Linked DNA regions of Mus musculus: all the other regions are linked to region 3. The links are chromatin contacts, called in public Hi-C and promoter capture Hi-C maps. All regions are on one chromosome and are shown on one strand. Each heading gives the region's core, a stretch centred on a gene start, on an enhancer-like site or on the middle of the called end of the contact. The rest is flanking DNA. Distances are from core to core; before and after follow the strand shown. Region 1 holds the start of B4galnt2 (beta-1,4-N-acetyl-galactosaminyl transferase 2). Region 2 overlaps Igf2bp1 (insulin-like growth factor 2 mRNA binding protein 1). Region 3 holds the start of Ttll6 (tubulin tyrosine ligase-like family, member 6).

Region 1 (4,409 bases), core at 247-2,746, 220 kb before region 3:
TTGGGGAAGTGTTTGGCTTTGTTTGTTTGTTTGGTTGGTTTTGTGTGGGTTTTGTTTGTTTATTTGTTTGTTTGTTTTTGAGGGAAACTGTCCCATTTCAGAAATAGAAAGTCAGAAGTTGGAAGAGATGTTTCCCCAAGGCCACACTGGCCAGCACTGTATAGTCAAAACAGGAAAATAGCAGACTTCAGAGATGAAAATCGTAGATCTAAGGGTACAATTCTAGCTCTTTATAAGTGAAGGAAAAACAAAGTCTGGCCCAAAATGTGCCAGCCTTGTGTTCATTAGCATCATTCAAGTTGACTGAGTCTATGAAACAGAAGTCCCAGCTCCTATCTCCTCCCACATGCAGGAAGCAGGAAGCTAGAAAGAATATTGAAGGACTCTGGGATTCCTGAAGCCCTTCCTTAGCAATGCACAGCAGACTCCCAATATCTGCCTTCCTCCACTCTCTCCCTAAATCCTTTGTGGAACAAATGTGTGCTTTAAAAACAAACAAACAACCCCCCCCCCCCCAAACCTGGTCCTGGTGCAGAGTCTGCAAACCGTATACCACTGAGGAACTTCCTCAGCCCCTTTGAAAGTTTTGAGATCAGATCGGATGTCCATCTGGCCTCAGAATTGTGGCCCTCTGCCTTCCAGGTAGTTTAGTAGTAGTGACTGGCCTCTGAGTGTCAGGCAAGCACTTCACCATCAGAGCTACATGCCCCTCCCTTTAACTGCATTTGCTTTTGAAAAAAGAGAGAGAAAGAGAGAGAGAGAGAGAGAGAGAGAGAGAGAGAGAGAGAGAGAGAGAGAGAGAGAAACTTTGAGGAGGTGTGTGTAACACACCAAAATGATTTCTAACTCACACAACTCGTTTCTGATCCTTCTGAGTGTTTTGTAAAACTTAATCGAACACGCCTAAGTTCAGCCTCTTCAGCGTTCCACGGTGTTGTGCGGTGCATTGAGGTACAGCTGAGCCTCTTACTCCTGATGCAACCTTCTGAAACCCATTGGCTCTGTGAGGGCTGCTATAAAACTCTCTGGAAAGGACTCAGGGATCCAGGCTCTTACACTTGCCTAAACCCACATCCTACAGCTGGGTACCAGACTCAGTCAGGTAGGCGCCTGATCCCCGTTCAGCGCACCCGGCACCCCCAAGACACGACCCCACGCTCGGACTTGCCCCCCACCCCCTGGAGATCAACCTCCAAGTCGGATTTTCCCATGGGAAAACCGGTTCCGGGTTTGAGCCGGCGCAGCGTCTGAGACGGGAGAGAGGAGCGGGATGTCTAGCCAGGAAGGCACGCACTGTGCCGGGAGATCCTTGTCACCCACGCGAAGACTCCCCGGGCTCCACCAGCCGGCTGCCTGCTGTCTGAGCACTGCTGGCTGCCGCCGTTACACCTGTTCCTCCCCAACTCCGCGTGCCCACGTTCCTCCGGCCCAGGGACACTCACTACCTGGAAGTCATCGCAGCTCGCTCCAGCCACTTCTGCAGACTGCCTACCGCAGGTCTGGACGCGAGCAGGAATGAGCTGCGAGTCCCAGGGACCGCGCCCGCCTACCTCGCACAACCCCCGCCCAGGCGCTGGACCTTGCCTCGCGTCCAGGATGTGTTCCAACGGTTTTGACACTATTTAAGTTGGTCCACTGTGGCTGTGCGGCGCCAGGAGCCTATGTCCCGGTACATGATCCCTCCGGTGACCAACGCCCAGGCTTTTCCTACTAGAAGAGTTACAGTCAGGTTCTAACGCTTTATTTACTTGTATAAACTATAACAGCCCCGACGACAGTTCTGTGGCTTGATTTTCAGGTGAAGAAATCTAGGCAAGTTGGGGATAATCAGACAGTAAGCAGCGTCTCAACCCACTTTGGTGTATTTTATGTCCTTTGGGTTCGGGGCTAAAAATGCAAGCCATCTCTGCTCACCCCCATTTCTTTGGTGGGCAGGTCTTTTAGAGGGAGATAGAGAGGATTCAGGGTTTTACCCAAACTTCAGGATGAACTAGGTGAAGCTGGAGAAAGTACGATCCCGTGCCACCGCTTTCCTCATCCGGGCAAATGGCTTTCCGCTCTATCTGCTCTCGCTCCAGAGCGGTCCTCCGGGCTTCAAGGCGTGTCCTAGCACGGCCTGGATAACCTGGGCGCTCGCTGCAACCTGCAACCCGCAACCCGGCCCCTGCGCTTCTTTCCAAATTAATTCTCTTTCTCAGCCTCCCCGGGTCATCAAGCTTTTCTGTCCACCCTAGAAAGAAACACAGTTTCGTAGTCCACTCCTAGCTCTCCCTATCATCTCGGGCCCTTCTACAGCTCAAATTTCAGTTCCCTCAAATTCAGCCTTTGTCCTTACCTTTCCCCTAACACTCTACCGCAAATTGTCGTGACAGGAAAACAAAGCCGCATCCGTAGCCCAATCTCTCTTACAATGACCTATCGGACCACATAATGCCTTTTTGCTTGGACGTAGGAAAAAAGCGAATTTCACTCGAAATCGTTCCGCATTTGTGTTTGTGAAACCCTTTTCGAAAGGTGTTGGGGGTGGTTTTCGGGGGGGGGGGGCTCTTCTCCGTTGAGACGAGAATGGGATCCTACTGTTGTTCTGATCCTGCCAAACTGCGTGCATGCGGCTAGTTTCAGGTATGCAGAGGACGGTGTGCAATCGTCTGCTTACACATAGTATACCTTGCCGTGTCCCAGAAAGGAAGTACGGCTAAAAACAAAGTAATCCTAAATATCCAACCGGGTAAGAAAGATATAGTCACTGAGGCAGGAGGATCAGAATCCAGGGTCACCCTTAGTTACACACCAGTTAGATGAATATATAACTCGTAGAATGCAGCGTGGGGGAGGGAGGATCTTTGCCCGCTGTACACCTGACAGGATTGCCATAGAATATACAAGAAACTCAAAAGAAAGAATAAAGCCATTTTTTCCAACTCCATCATAAGTCTGATCTCCCTCTTTTCTTTTCTTTTCTTTTCTTTTCTTTTCTTTCCTTTCCTTTCCTTTTCTTTTCTTTTCTTTCTTTCTTTTTTTTCTTTCTTTTTTTGTTTTTTGTTTTTTGCTTTTTTTTTGAGGTGGGGATGGAAAGGGGGTTGAGAATGAAGTAGAAGCAGAAAAAGAGATAAAGAGAGACAGAGAAAGAGGCGGGGGAGGGGGTAAACACTCGGAGAGAGGGCTGGGGAGAGAGAAGCAGAAGCCAGACGGGCTGGTGGGCGTCAGAGAGCCCCTTTTCTTTTCATGGTGGATATGAATTCAGCTTTCTGGGTAGTGATATGGCGCCTGTCAGGTCAGGACAAGACTATTTGTGGTATTTAGTAGTATGCCAAAGTGGATGCTGACCTGCATGCAGACTTCCTCAGTTTCACAACTGCCTGTGGCTGCTTTTCCCACCCCACTCCCTACCCTAACTGTTCCCAGCCCATGCTGGTCCCTTCCTCACTTTCTCCTTCCCTTAAAACCCTTCCATTTCAGCTGCGTGCTCGCTCTTTCTTTTCTTTCTTTCTTTCTTTCTTTCTTTCTTTCTTTCTTTCTTTCTTTCTTTCTTTCTGTCTTTCTGTCTGTCTTTCTTTCTCTCTCTCTCTTTCTCTCTCTCTTTCTCTCTCTCTTTCTTTCTTTCTTTCTTTCTTTCTTTCTTTCTTTCTTTCTTTCTTTCTTTCTTTCTTGTTTTCCTAGACAGGTCAGCTGTGCACTCTTGATTGCTCTCCTTTGTCTTCTCCTCTCCGTCCCCTCTCTTCTGCTCCTCTCCGAGGGTTGCTTCCCTCCCTGCCTTCCCATGGCCAAGTTCAGTCTGCTAGCCACATTCAATCGACTAAACTACTTAGTCTCTATGCTCTAGACTCTTCCAGATGCCTCTGACTGTAGTCTCCCTCACATCTACAATAGAAACCATGCCCTCAACCATACCTTGGGGTGGCCACGCCCTCACTTTATACATCCGATGCTGAAACCTCTCAGTGGGGCATAAATAAACCCCTTTTCAAGGGGCCTGGCTTCCTAACTGAACCAAGCTGCTGACTTTATTTCAGTAAGGTGTATATGGACCTATGGTTCATTTGTTTCTGCTGGCTTCTGTCACCCACCATATTTGCCTCCAAATTCTGGGGTCTGCCTCTTCAACCACTTCTTGCCCTCCTGCTCTTCATCTCCACTGTGAGGGCATCTCTCAGTCTCTCTGGCTCTTGGAAACTGCTATGCCCTCCTGGGAGTTCATCACTTGGAAAGGTTTACTCTCCCTCCACCTGCTCTCTCCTCATCTGCTGGGTAAGTGTCACCCTGAAGCTGCCTACTTTGTCTCAAAGGAGCCTACTGTTACTATAAAAACCATACAGGTGTGCCAGGAAGCTCCTTCGCCCTCCTGGGCCCCAGTCACTTGGAAAAGGATGCCTATTTATTTTTTTATTATATGTAAGTGCACTGTAGGG
Region 2 (4,572 bases), core at 1,550-4,049, 170 kb before region 3:
AATGATGGTTGAGCCCAGAAACTATAGCCCAGGCAGTAAAAACAGACTTGGCGCTCTATGCTATAAATGGCAATATTTTTGTTGGAGTTTGCCAAACAAGAAACTGTGGTAAGAACAAAGAGGAGGAGCCACTAAGACAGGAGAGCAGGGGAAACCCTTCAAAGGCACAACATTGCAGACCAGGTTTGAAACACAAGGGAAATGGCTGCCGGGTGGGTTTGCTCCGACTGGCCAGGCTGGGCTACACAGTGAGAATGTACATCAAAAACCAAATGGGAAAAAAGCTGAGTTTGAAAGTTACCTCTTACTATATTAGCTACTTTTATTCCTGTAATAGATGACAAAACAACTTAGTATTGTAACCCAGTGTTCTAGGTCTATCAATGCAAAGGCCTGGCAGAGCAGAGCTGCACCTCATGACAGGGAGAGCAGAGGCAACCTGGCTCTGAGCATCCTATCCCAGCCCAGCCTAGAGGGGGTCAGGCCAATCTCCCTGCTCTCCCTGGCAACTCTCTGGGACTCTTTTCCTAGCAAAGCCCTCCCCTCATCCCGAGCACCCAAGCTCCCCAACTCCCAGAAGCACAGACACACTCAGCTTTCAATATAAGTTTCCTTTTATTTTGAGGCTGAAAACAGTGGAATGAGATTGCTTTGTGGCTGAAACAGCTTTCCCCCGGAAGGGACCCCCGGGAGTGTTCGTTCATCCATTCAATAAACAAACTAGCCAAGTCCGAGCCCGCTGCCCCTCCCCCAGCTTCAAGAACAGAGAAGGGAGGGAGGAAGGCACAATCAAATTCAGGGTCAGGATGGCCGGCAGAGTTCTGGTAAAATACAATCCCAAAGTTATCGCAATTACAGAGTCTAACAGTCACAAGCAGCAGCCCCCCAATGCCTCCCAGACATCCACTCAGAAAAATAAAGCCCTCCCCGGAAGCCGTGTCCTCGGACTGCCTATCAACCCATTCTGCCAGAGTGGGCTCTTCTCATTCAACTCTGGTTTCGGAGAACAGAATCACGATTTCTGAAGAGAAGGGAGACTCCAAATGGTGGTAAAAGGTATTTATTCATCATGCAAATTTATAATCTGCTTAAATTCATTTCCAATGAGCTTATAAGCAGTGGTTCACATAAAACTGTGGTCACATGAGGTTCCCTAACGAGTCCAGAAGCACCCCTGCCCAGTGCTCCTGTTTGAGATGTCCAGGTCACCTGGCCAGAGCTGTGACAGGAAGCACAGGTGAGTCTCACTGGCACTCCTTGGGGTGGGGATGTGACCAGACAAGGAGATCACTGGGAAAGCCGTATCATTACGTGACATGTGACAACTGCCAAAGAGGAAACCATATGTATGGGGGAAAAGAGTGTAGGAAATTAATCCCATGGTTACTGGAAATTGTCTCCCTCCCTTAAAAGAAAAAAAAATTTTTTTTGGTTTTTATTTTTTTTTTTTTTAAGATTTTTTGGAAAGTATTTTTAAGGTAATAGTTTTTCCTTTGGAAAAAGAAATCTTTCCCCCGCCTAACCTAAGCAAGTGGAGTTGCCACTACCTAAATTTCTCTATATTGTTTTGCTAAGAGGTAGATTAAAACCAAAAGTGAAACAGGCTTCTATAAGGAGGTCATTTAGGGGTGGGGAGGGCTAGGGCACCTGGCGGTGGTCAACTACAAAGGTGGCCTGAGCGAGCCTGGTAGACTGGACCAGGCCCCAGGGCAGAAGGATCCTGCTCTATCTCAGAGCGCGCCCCCTCCCCCCATACACACACACACCTCCCGAGGGGACTCAGTGGAGGCAGAGGATCTTGAAGAAACCCTGTTGAAGAGGCCCCGGTTCCCAAGTTAGGAGCTGACTAGGGGATTCCAGGCCGGACCCAGAACCACCCTCCATCCAGCTCTCTAGGGAAGGAGCCCATTCCTTTCCTCACATCAAGCTTAAGCTTAAGCTCTGAGAGAGAGGGGGAGGAGCTGGAGTGAAGGGATGAGAGAGTGGGGGAGGAGAGCAGAAAAGGGGATGGGGTGGGGGGGAGGGGACACGAGATGACGGAACCCTGCCAACCCGACCAATGTGAGTGGGGACCCGGGCAAGCCTGCCCGATCCCCATGACAAACCTAGTGTGGCATAAGCCAAAACTCTCTCCTGGCTGGGATTCATCCCCGAGGCATGAGTCCCTGCCCTCATCTCCAATCTTACTGTGAGGACTGAGGTAGTTCATCCATTTATACTCGTAGTATTCATCATCTGTGATTATGAAAAACACACGCTCCAGGAGCATCCTGCTATTTAAGAAAAACAAATTCTCTTCTTTTGTCAGTCCATAGTCACCCATTTGAGGGCATCCGTAATGATACCACATCAGGCCGTGCAGGGTTGAGGCTTTGGCCTAGCCTCTAGACCATGAAGCATGTGGCCTGTCCCGGATCTTGAACCCTCACTGAGATGTATCCAAAGGAAAGAAACACCATGTTTCAGCTGGTATTACTCTATGTATGTCTGAATACAAGAACAACATTCTGCACCTAAACCATTGAGTATCTGGAAGGAAAATGGCTTTTACATCCCCTGGCATTGATGAGGGGGTCTCTTCCTGCAATGTCCTGCCAAGCTGGTCTCCTTCTATTGGTTTTCAACAAACAGGCAAAAACAGTTGTGTGGTCTGAATGGCAAAGCCACTAGGATCTCCCCCAGGAGCACTTAGGACAAGGAAAGGCGACCTCGTCCCGAGAGAGGGGGAGAAGAGTTGCCTAAATCGACAGCTCCTCCTGGGGCTCAGTTAGGCTTGGCGCCCTCTGGGGCTGAGGTAGTTAATAGCACTGCTGGTTCCCAGTTTGGCAGAGGGTGTCTGGGAAGGGAGGAGGGGAAGGCACCCTTGAGAGCTAACTGAGGCCCCTCCTCACTGCCAGTCTGCCAGGCCTGAAGGGAACTCCACGGTGCCATCTCTGCAGTGGGGACAGGGGAGGAGAGCAGTCCCACAGGGAGCCCAAGAGTCCCTCCTTCCCCAAAGTGCAACAGGACCCCCTTTTCCCTGCTCCCTAGCCCTGGGCAAGCACCACACCCCAATCCCCCAGGAACTTAACAAGAGTGGTGCTTGTCTTTAGTGTAGTCTCCAGGACCCTCCCCCTCACAGACAGGCCTAGGAGATGTAGAAAGATGGCCGGCCACTGCTTTGTCTTAGAAACAGCCTCTCAGCCTCTGTCTGTCTGTCTGTCTTTGGCACAAAGGAAAACGGACATACAGAACCAACTGGAACATCCTGTCCCAGCATCCTCGGGGTTTTGACATGGTGTCTCCAGCCAATAGCGAGGCAGGAGTTTTCCCCAAAAGCGGAGAGTTTAGGGAAATGAAAGACAGAAAGGACCGGAAAGAGTCAAAGGCCACACGACTTCCCTCGTACCTAGACCTCCTTCCAGCAACTAAGTCCACAAACTGCAAAAGGCAACCAGACCCCAGAGGGGGTTAAAGCCACTGCGGTGTAAGCGGCAGATGCAGCTTCAAAGTCAGTCAGTGAGTCAAACCATTTGGCTTTTTATGTGTTTCCAAGAATTTAAAAAATAGACCCAAGAGATGATCCTTTCATTCATAAAACTACGTGTGTAGTGCACACACACACACCTCTATACATAGACCTCTGAGCACAGAAGCAGTTTCTTCTAAAGGTTGCTTTTCTCAACTGTCCAAATATCCCAAGTGCTTTTTGTAATAATTTGCCATCTTACCTAGGACAGGGTTTGGAAAAAAAAAAAAAAAGAGGTGACAAGCAGGGTAAGGAGCTGCCCTAAGATCTGGCCTTTGAGTCACCAGACAACCCAAATAAGCCAGGCTCTCCCTTCCTGCTGACCTCTGCCCCTAGTCCATATTCTTACTTTCATTAGGAAGCCAACTTTCACAATCTTGCTGCTGGGCAAATCCAGCCATGAGTGGAACCTTGCCTAGTCCATGTAAGTTTTCAGGTCCCTTGTCACACATGTTCTGATCTCTTCTGGGAGCTCAATCAGCTAAAGGGAAGGACTTGGACTTAAGGTGTGAAGGGGGCAGGTCCCCAAGGAACAGACGCTCCAGCAATCTCATTCCAGGTACTATGGGATCCCCCCATGGTCACTTGAACCAGGTATCAAAGCATGCTTGCTGCAAGAAATCCACTTGAAATCACTAAATGGCCGATGTCTGAACATTGTCTGCTTTGAATGGGAACAAAGCACATAGAGCCAGGTGGGAAGCTTAATTCTACTGGCCTGTTACATCCTAAAGACTGTTTCTCTCTTTGGACTAAATGGTCTGGAGCCTATGAGAGACCGTGGCTGTGATGGGGACCAAGTGGTAAGACCCTGTCCCAACCACACTCAGCATTTCCTCTTCCTCCTCTTGGCTACCCACCACTCTAAAACCAAGAATGCCCTAACAGGTCCACTTTTAGAATGAAGCAGATCAACCTAAGGAGGCAGGGAGACGGGGAGGGCAGTTATGGAGGGTCCGCTGGCCTTGTGGTCTATGCAGAATGACACAGACAAGAACAAGGTGGGGTGGGAATGAAACAATAACCAAAAAATCATCAGGAAAAGCACTGTAATGACAAACCAG
Region 3 (4,942 bases), core at 433-2,932:
AAGGCAAGGGTTGGTTCTATGGAATGTTTCCTAGCCATTAAAAACCAGGAACCAGCTGGCCATTGATGTGGCTCAGTAGGTAAGTGTGTTTCACAACAAGCCTGACTACCTACCTGAGGTTGATCCCAGAACCCACATAATAGGGGAACCAACCCCCACAGGTTTGTTGTCCGCTAACACACACACACACACACACACACACACACAGACAGAGAGAACAAAAATATACCTAGGGACATGCAAACGCGCCTTTATGATATATTATGTGGGCAGAAAGAAGGTGCCAAGATGGTTAAAATGATGTCAGAATAATTACAATTAGAATTTAAGAATTCACAGCCAAGGCAAAGATGCTTTGGTAGAGTAGGTGAGCCACAGGTGATGTCTGCCCTCCCAGCTTTAAGGCCTCCTTTATTTAACATGATTTCAGCAATAAACTGAAAGATAAAGATATTCATTTTTAAAAGCTTTGATCCAAAGGATGTGTATGAGCAGGGCAGGCAAGTAGATGGCAAAAGGCCTGTGGACACTAAAGGAGAGAGAGAGGCTGGCATGTGGGCACTAAAGGAGAGAGGCCTGTGGGCACTAAAGGAGAGAGAGGCTGGAGTGTGGGCATTAAAGGCGTGGAGGTTGGTGGGGAGGAGAAGGGAGGAGGTGGGAGCCTTGTGAAATGGGCCTTATGGCCATATGAGCCTTGGTGTGAGGGCTGTGATCTGAACGGGGCCAGGAAAATCTGGGTTAGGCAGAGGCAGAGGCAGAGGCTGAGGCAGAGGCAGAGGCAGAGGCAGAGGCAGAGGCAGAGGCAGAGAGGCAGAGGCAGATGGGGCAGAGGCAGAGGCAGAGAGGCAGAGAGGCAGAGGCAGAGGCAGAGGCAGAGGCAGAGAGGCAGAGGCAGAGAGGAAGAGGCAGAGGCAGAGAGGCAGAGGCAGAGGCAGAGACTGTACTCCTAAAGAACTGTGAAGGCAGAACGCTGTGTGTGTGTGTGTGTGTGTGTGTGTGTGTGTGTGTGTGGTGTGACAGAGAGAGAGAGAGAGAGAAAGAGAGAGAGAGAGAGAGAGAGAGAGAGAATGAGAGAGAGAGAGAGAGAGAGATCTCAGCAGTTAAGAGTACTAGTTTTCCAGAAGCTCTTAGTTCCATTCTCAGTATTGTTGGGAACGGACATCTGTTGATTCACAGCCGCCTGTGCATCTTATTCGTGCCTGCATCTTGCCTTGTGGGAAGTCGAATGCAGCACTGTAAGGGTTAACAGAACTCAGCCCACCTCCACTGCCCCCTCGGGACTCAGTCCCTCAGATAGAAAGGCTTGAAGCTGAGTTCTGAGGCTGTCTCCAGGCGCACTCTGACTTTAATAATAAGATTGTTTACCAGGTGGTACAGCGCATAGCAGCAGCTCGGCCTCTTTCAGAAAACCCCAGATGGCCAAAACCAAAGCTAGGGTTGGCTAGGTGAGTCCCCAAGGTCAGAGTCTTTGCCAAAGGTGGAACTAGCTCTCTCCCTGAGCGTGCACCAAGCGCGCATTTGGAGCGGGGAGCATTTTTTATAAACTACAACCAGTTGTTTGGGAACGGACATGAGCAAGGGAGGAGCGCCCCCTTCAGGTGGACCCACACAACTGCTGATCGCTCTGCCTTCTCTCCAGGGAGGACTGATGTTTCCCCAGAGCCTCCTCCAGGGCTAGGAAGATGCTACAGTGCCTGACTTCGGAAAGTGAGGAAGGGGCTGAAGAGAGGGAGGAGAGTTCCACAGAAGATCTGGAGGAGCTAAAAGAATTTGTCACCCTGGCTTTTGTGAGAGAGAACACACAAAAGAGGCTCCAGAACGCACAGCAGCATGGTAAGAAAAAGAGGAAGAAAAAAAGGTTAGTATTGAAAAACGAGGAGTTTCGGGGCGTGTGTGTGTGTGTGTGTGTGTGTGTGTGTGTGTGTGTGTGTGGTGTCGGTGTTGATAAGAGCAGGAAGGGCCCAAGGGAAGAAGGTCTTGGCTGATGAGAGGAAAAGGGGACACAGGGCTTGTCTCCTCTGGCTCACACCAATTTCAGTGTTCTGTTTTATGGCATCCCATAATAGTGTGCATAACCTCGAATCACACCTTGTACTTTTCCTTCTATTTGTGTTTGCAATGCCTTTTAAAGACTGGGTGGAGAGGGAGCTCCTTGCTGAAGGAGCAAGGAAAAAATTTCCCTTCCTAAGCGCAAGCTCCCGTGTGTCCTGGGAATTTCACATACTTGCAGTGTAACAGGACCACAGTGACTTGCCAGCCCCGGCGGCTGGCAGCTGCAGCTTGCGCATTCCGTTTCTGGGTTAATACTCTGCTTTGCCTTGTAAGAGAGTATTGTCTATCTTCTAAATGGCTTCCCTTAGTGGAAAGGGGGAGACAATATTTTAGTAAAAAATATGTGCCTTTTAAAATTTCTCAAACAAGCAAACAAACCCCAAAATAAATAAATAAAATAAAATTTCTGTCCCCAATGGGCTGATGGTGTAAAAGTACAGGGACCACTGGGAGTGTAGCCTAGTGTCTAGTGCCTCACTTTCAGGCAGGAGGCCCTGGGTTCAAGTCCCATCACTGACAAAATTAAAAAGGGGGTTGAGGCAATGGTGTTAACACAAAATCGCAAGCAAAGGCAATTGTAACACATGGAGTAACGGAACTGTGAGGTGCATGGCTTGGTGTGGCCACTGGGACACATGTGTCTGGCCCCAGCCCTGTGTTCTGGCCTGGGTATCTGTCTGTGTCTTGCTGTCTGCCCTTTTCTCTTTTCCAGATGATTGGTGATCAATCTATCTAACTGCCGGTATGACAGCGGTAAGTATCTCTGTTCAAGGGGTCTGTGATGGAGACTGAAGGGTGGGGAAGGGGCCAGTCCTGGGCATGCCCGAGGGTGATAAACAGGGTCTCAGAATGCTTGGAAGTCTCCTGAAAATCACAGGGGCATTGTGCACAGCCCATAGTCTTGCGTATTTACGTACATGTTTGTTGACAGGGCTTCACTGTGTAGCTCAGGCTAGCTCAAGACTCAACTATGTCAAATGCTGCCCACCCCCAGACCCCCACCTGCCTCTGTACTAGTTTATCTCACTGATTAAGCCTGGTTATGGTTAAGGATTAGTTTGCATCCAGGGTTTAATGTTTGGAGACAAGCTAGAGGACTCTTTCCTGGGAAAGGGAAGCCAGGGTGAGTCTAACACTCACCCCATGTAGCCTCAGATGTACCCTTCAATAACACTATTCCCCACACTCTTTGCTCCATCTACAAAGACATTCCAGTCCCAAGGAGCCAGCTCTCTAATTTCAATATGTGAGAAAGGGACCTCCCAGCACAGAGCTCTTTCCTGCTTCTGTCCCTTGCCAGACTTTTTTTTTTCTTCAACTCCTTCACAGTGCGCAGGGCCGCCCAGCAATATGGCCTTCGAGAGGCGGGTGACAATGATGACTGGACTCTCTATTGGACCGACTACTCAGTGTCACTGGAGCGAGTGATGGAAATGAAGAGCTACCAGGTACGTCCCTCCCTGGACCTGTGGCATCTGGCCAGTGGCAGCCCCGTTTGTCTCGCTGGCTCCCCTAGCCCTGCTTTGAATCTCAGCCGGAATCGCTTATGAATTCCGTCTCCCTTTGCAGAAAATCAATCATTTTCCTGGGATGAGTGAGATCTGCCGCAAGGACTTGCTGGCCCGGAATATGAGCCGCATGCTAAAGCTGTTTCCTAAGGATTTCCACTTCTTCCCCAGGACTTGGTGTCTTCCTGCCGAGTGAGTGACCACTACGCCCGCCCCTTTGCCAACTCCCATTGCTATTTTTTCCCTCTTGCCCTGATTTCTCAGCTGCCACAACCCCTTGGCATATGGCCCTCTGTATTTCCCCTTACTGTTCAGGAAGAAAAAAGGCTAAGGGTGTGTCCAAGGTTGAGAAAACACAGGCCCTACCTATAAAATGAGCTGTCAATTAGGTAGGGGCCGGGCGCCTTGGAGGTTGGACCCACAGTTAGGATGAAAGTTTGCTCTGCTCCCCGAAAGCTGCCGAGTTTGAACTTGTTCCAACCGCCTGCCTGTGTAGTTACTGAAATGCTCAGGAGAGAACAAGGTAGTGGTTGGCACCCAGAGACAGAACAGGAAAGGCTGCCTAGCCTGCCCCATTCAATGCCATGGACAGCAGCCGACCCTCTCTTTCAAAAGTAGACATCCACTCCCAATGTGTGCAGTTCTCCAGATCCTGCCCCGAGTTGCAAGGAAAACACAGAGATGACATGCACGTGACCAGAGGGTACGATGAGAGCATGTTAAGGGTGGTGACAGGGAAGCGTCACCTCAGAATCGTATTCAAATGGACTGAGAGAGGAGTTAGCAGCTAAGACCGATGGCTGCTCTTGCAGACGATCCAGGCCTGGTTCCCAGCATGGCACATACATCTAGACCTAAAAAAAAAAAAAGTAAAAAGAATTTTTACTGGCTGTCCTGGAACTCACCCTGTAGACCAGGCTGGCCTCGAACTCAGAAATCCGCCTGCCTCTGCCTCCAGAGTGCTAGGATTAAAGGCGTATGCCACCACACCCAGCTAAGAAAAAAAATTTTTAAAGAATTAATTATATTCACACTGCAAAGAATTCCATTCTCTCTTCTCCAAGTCTTCCCCAAACCAAGAGCCTGGAGCATGCAGACTCCTTATAATGTGTCTGCAACAATCTTCAGGGCTGGCATGAACTTCAAAGGAAGTGCGTGTAAACTGGGTGGTGCTGGTGCAGGCCTTCCTTTAATTCCAGTGCTGGAGAGGCAGAGGCAGGCACAGTCTGTGATTTAGAGGCCAATCTGGTCTACAGAGTGAGTTCCAGGACAGCCAGAGCAATAATACAGAGAAACTCTGTCTCGAATTAAAAACAAAGCAAAAGCAAAAACAAAAATAAAGACAAAGACAAACAAAAAAGCATTTAAAAGTGAGCTGGAGA

The links. Promoter capture Hi-C pulls out the DNA fragments that hold promoters and counts their contacts. A called contact is a pair of places that touch in the nucleus more often than the background predicts.
Region 1: a promoter capture Hi-C map of neural stem cells shows a contact between it and region 3. The contact joins the promoter of B4galnt2 here to the promoter of Ttll6 in region 3. A contact is called at or near these places in 7 of 39 promoter capture datasets (the 3T3-L1 cell line, cranial neural crest, embryonic stem cells and 4 more), 1 of 484 Hi-C or Micro-C datasets (nephron progenitors), 1 of 115 datasets of contacts at active chromatin or transcription factors (embryonic stem cells) and 3 of 9 other capture datasets (adipose tissue, liver and pancreatic islet).
Region 2: a contact with region 3 is called in a Hi-C map of differentiating embryonic stem cells, with 2.3 times the contacts expected there. The contact joins the enhancer-like site here to the promoter of Ttll6 in region 3. A contact is called at or near these places in 3 of 39 promoter capture datasets (the SN4741 cell line, pre-B cells and second pharyngeal arch cranial neural crest), 5 of 484 Hi-C or Micro-C datasets (the G1E-ER4 cell line, cumulus cells, differentiating embryonic stem cells and 2 more), 1 of 115 datasets of contacts at active chromatin or transcription factors (embryonic stem cells) and 1 of 9 other capture datasets (adipose tissue).

The regions. Positions count from the first base shown.
Region 1 is chr11:95,913,375-95,917,783 of GRCm38.p6, forward strand. B4galnt2 (beta-1,4-N-acetyl-galactosaminyl transferase 2) reads right to left here and starts at 1,497. Exons shown (of 11, transcript NM_008081.3): 1 at 1,446-1,497. The coding sequence starts at 1,456.
Region 2 is chr11:95,956,567-95,961,138 of GRCm38.p6, forward strand. Igf2bp1 (insulin-like growth factor 2 mRNA binding protein 1) reads right to left here. Exons shown (of 15, transcript NM_009951.4): 15 at 597-4,572. Among named protein-coding and RNA genes, the nearest start is that of Mir3063, 4.5 kb to the right of the region's middle. Within about 2 kb of position 2,800, at least 8 of the 459 cell types and tissues checked have an H3K27ac peak or open chromatin away from gene starts, as enhancers often do. A contact at or near this core is called in differentiating embryonic stem cells and embryonic stem cells, where this site is marked.
Region 3 is chr11:96,132,104-96,137,045 of GRCm38.p6, forward strand. It overlaps Ttll6 (tubulin tyrosine ligase-like family, member 6), which reads left to right and starts at 1,683. Exons shown (of 15, transcript NM_172799.4): 1 at 1,683-1,858; 2 at 2,768-2,805; 3 at 3,382-3,500; 4 at 3,622-3,752. The coding sequence starts at 1,683. Gm30084 (a long non-coding RNA gene) reads right to left here. Exons shown (of 3, transcript XR_003949601.1): 3 at 4,254-4,414.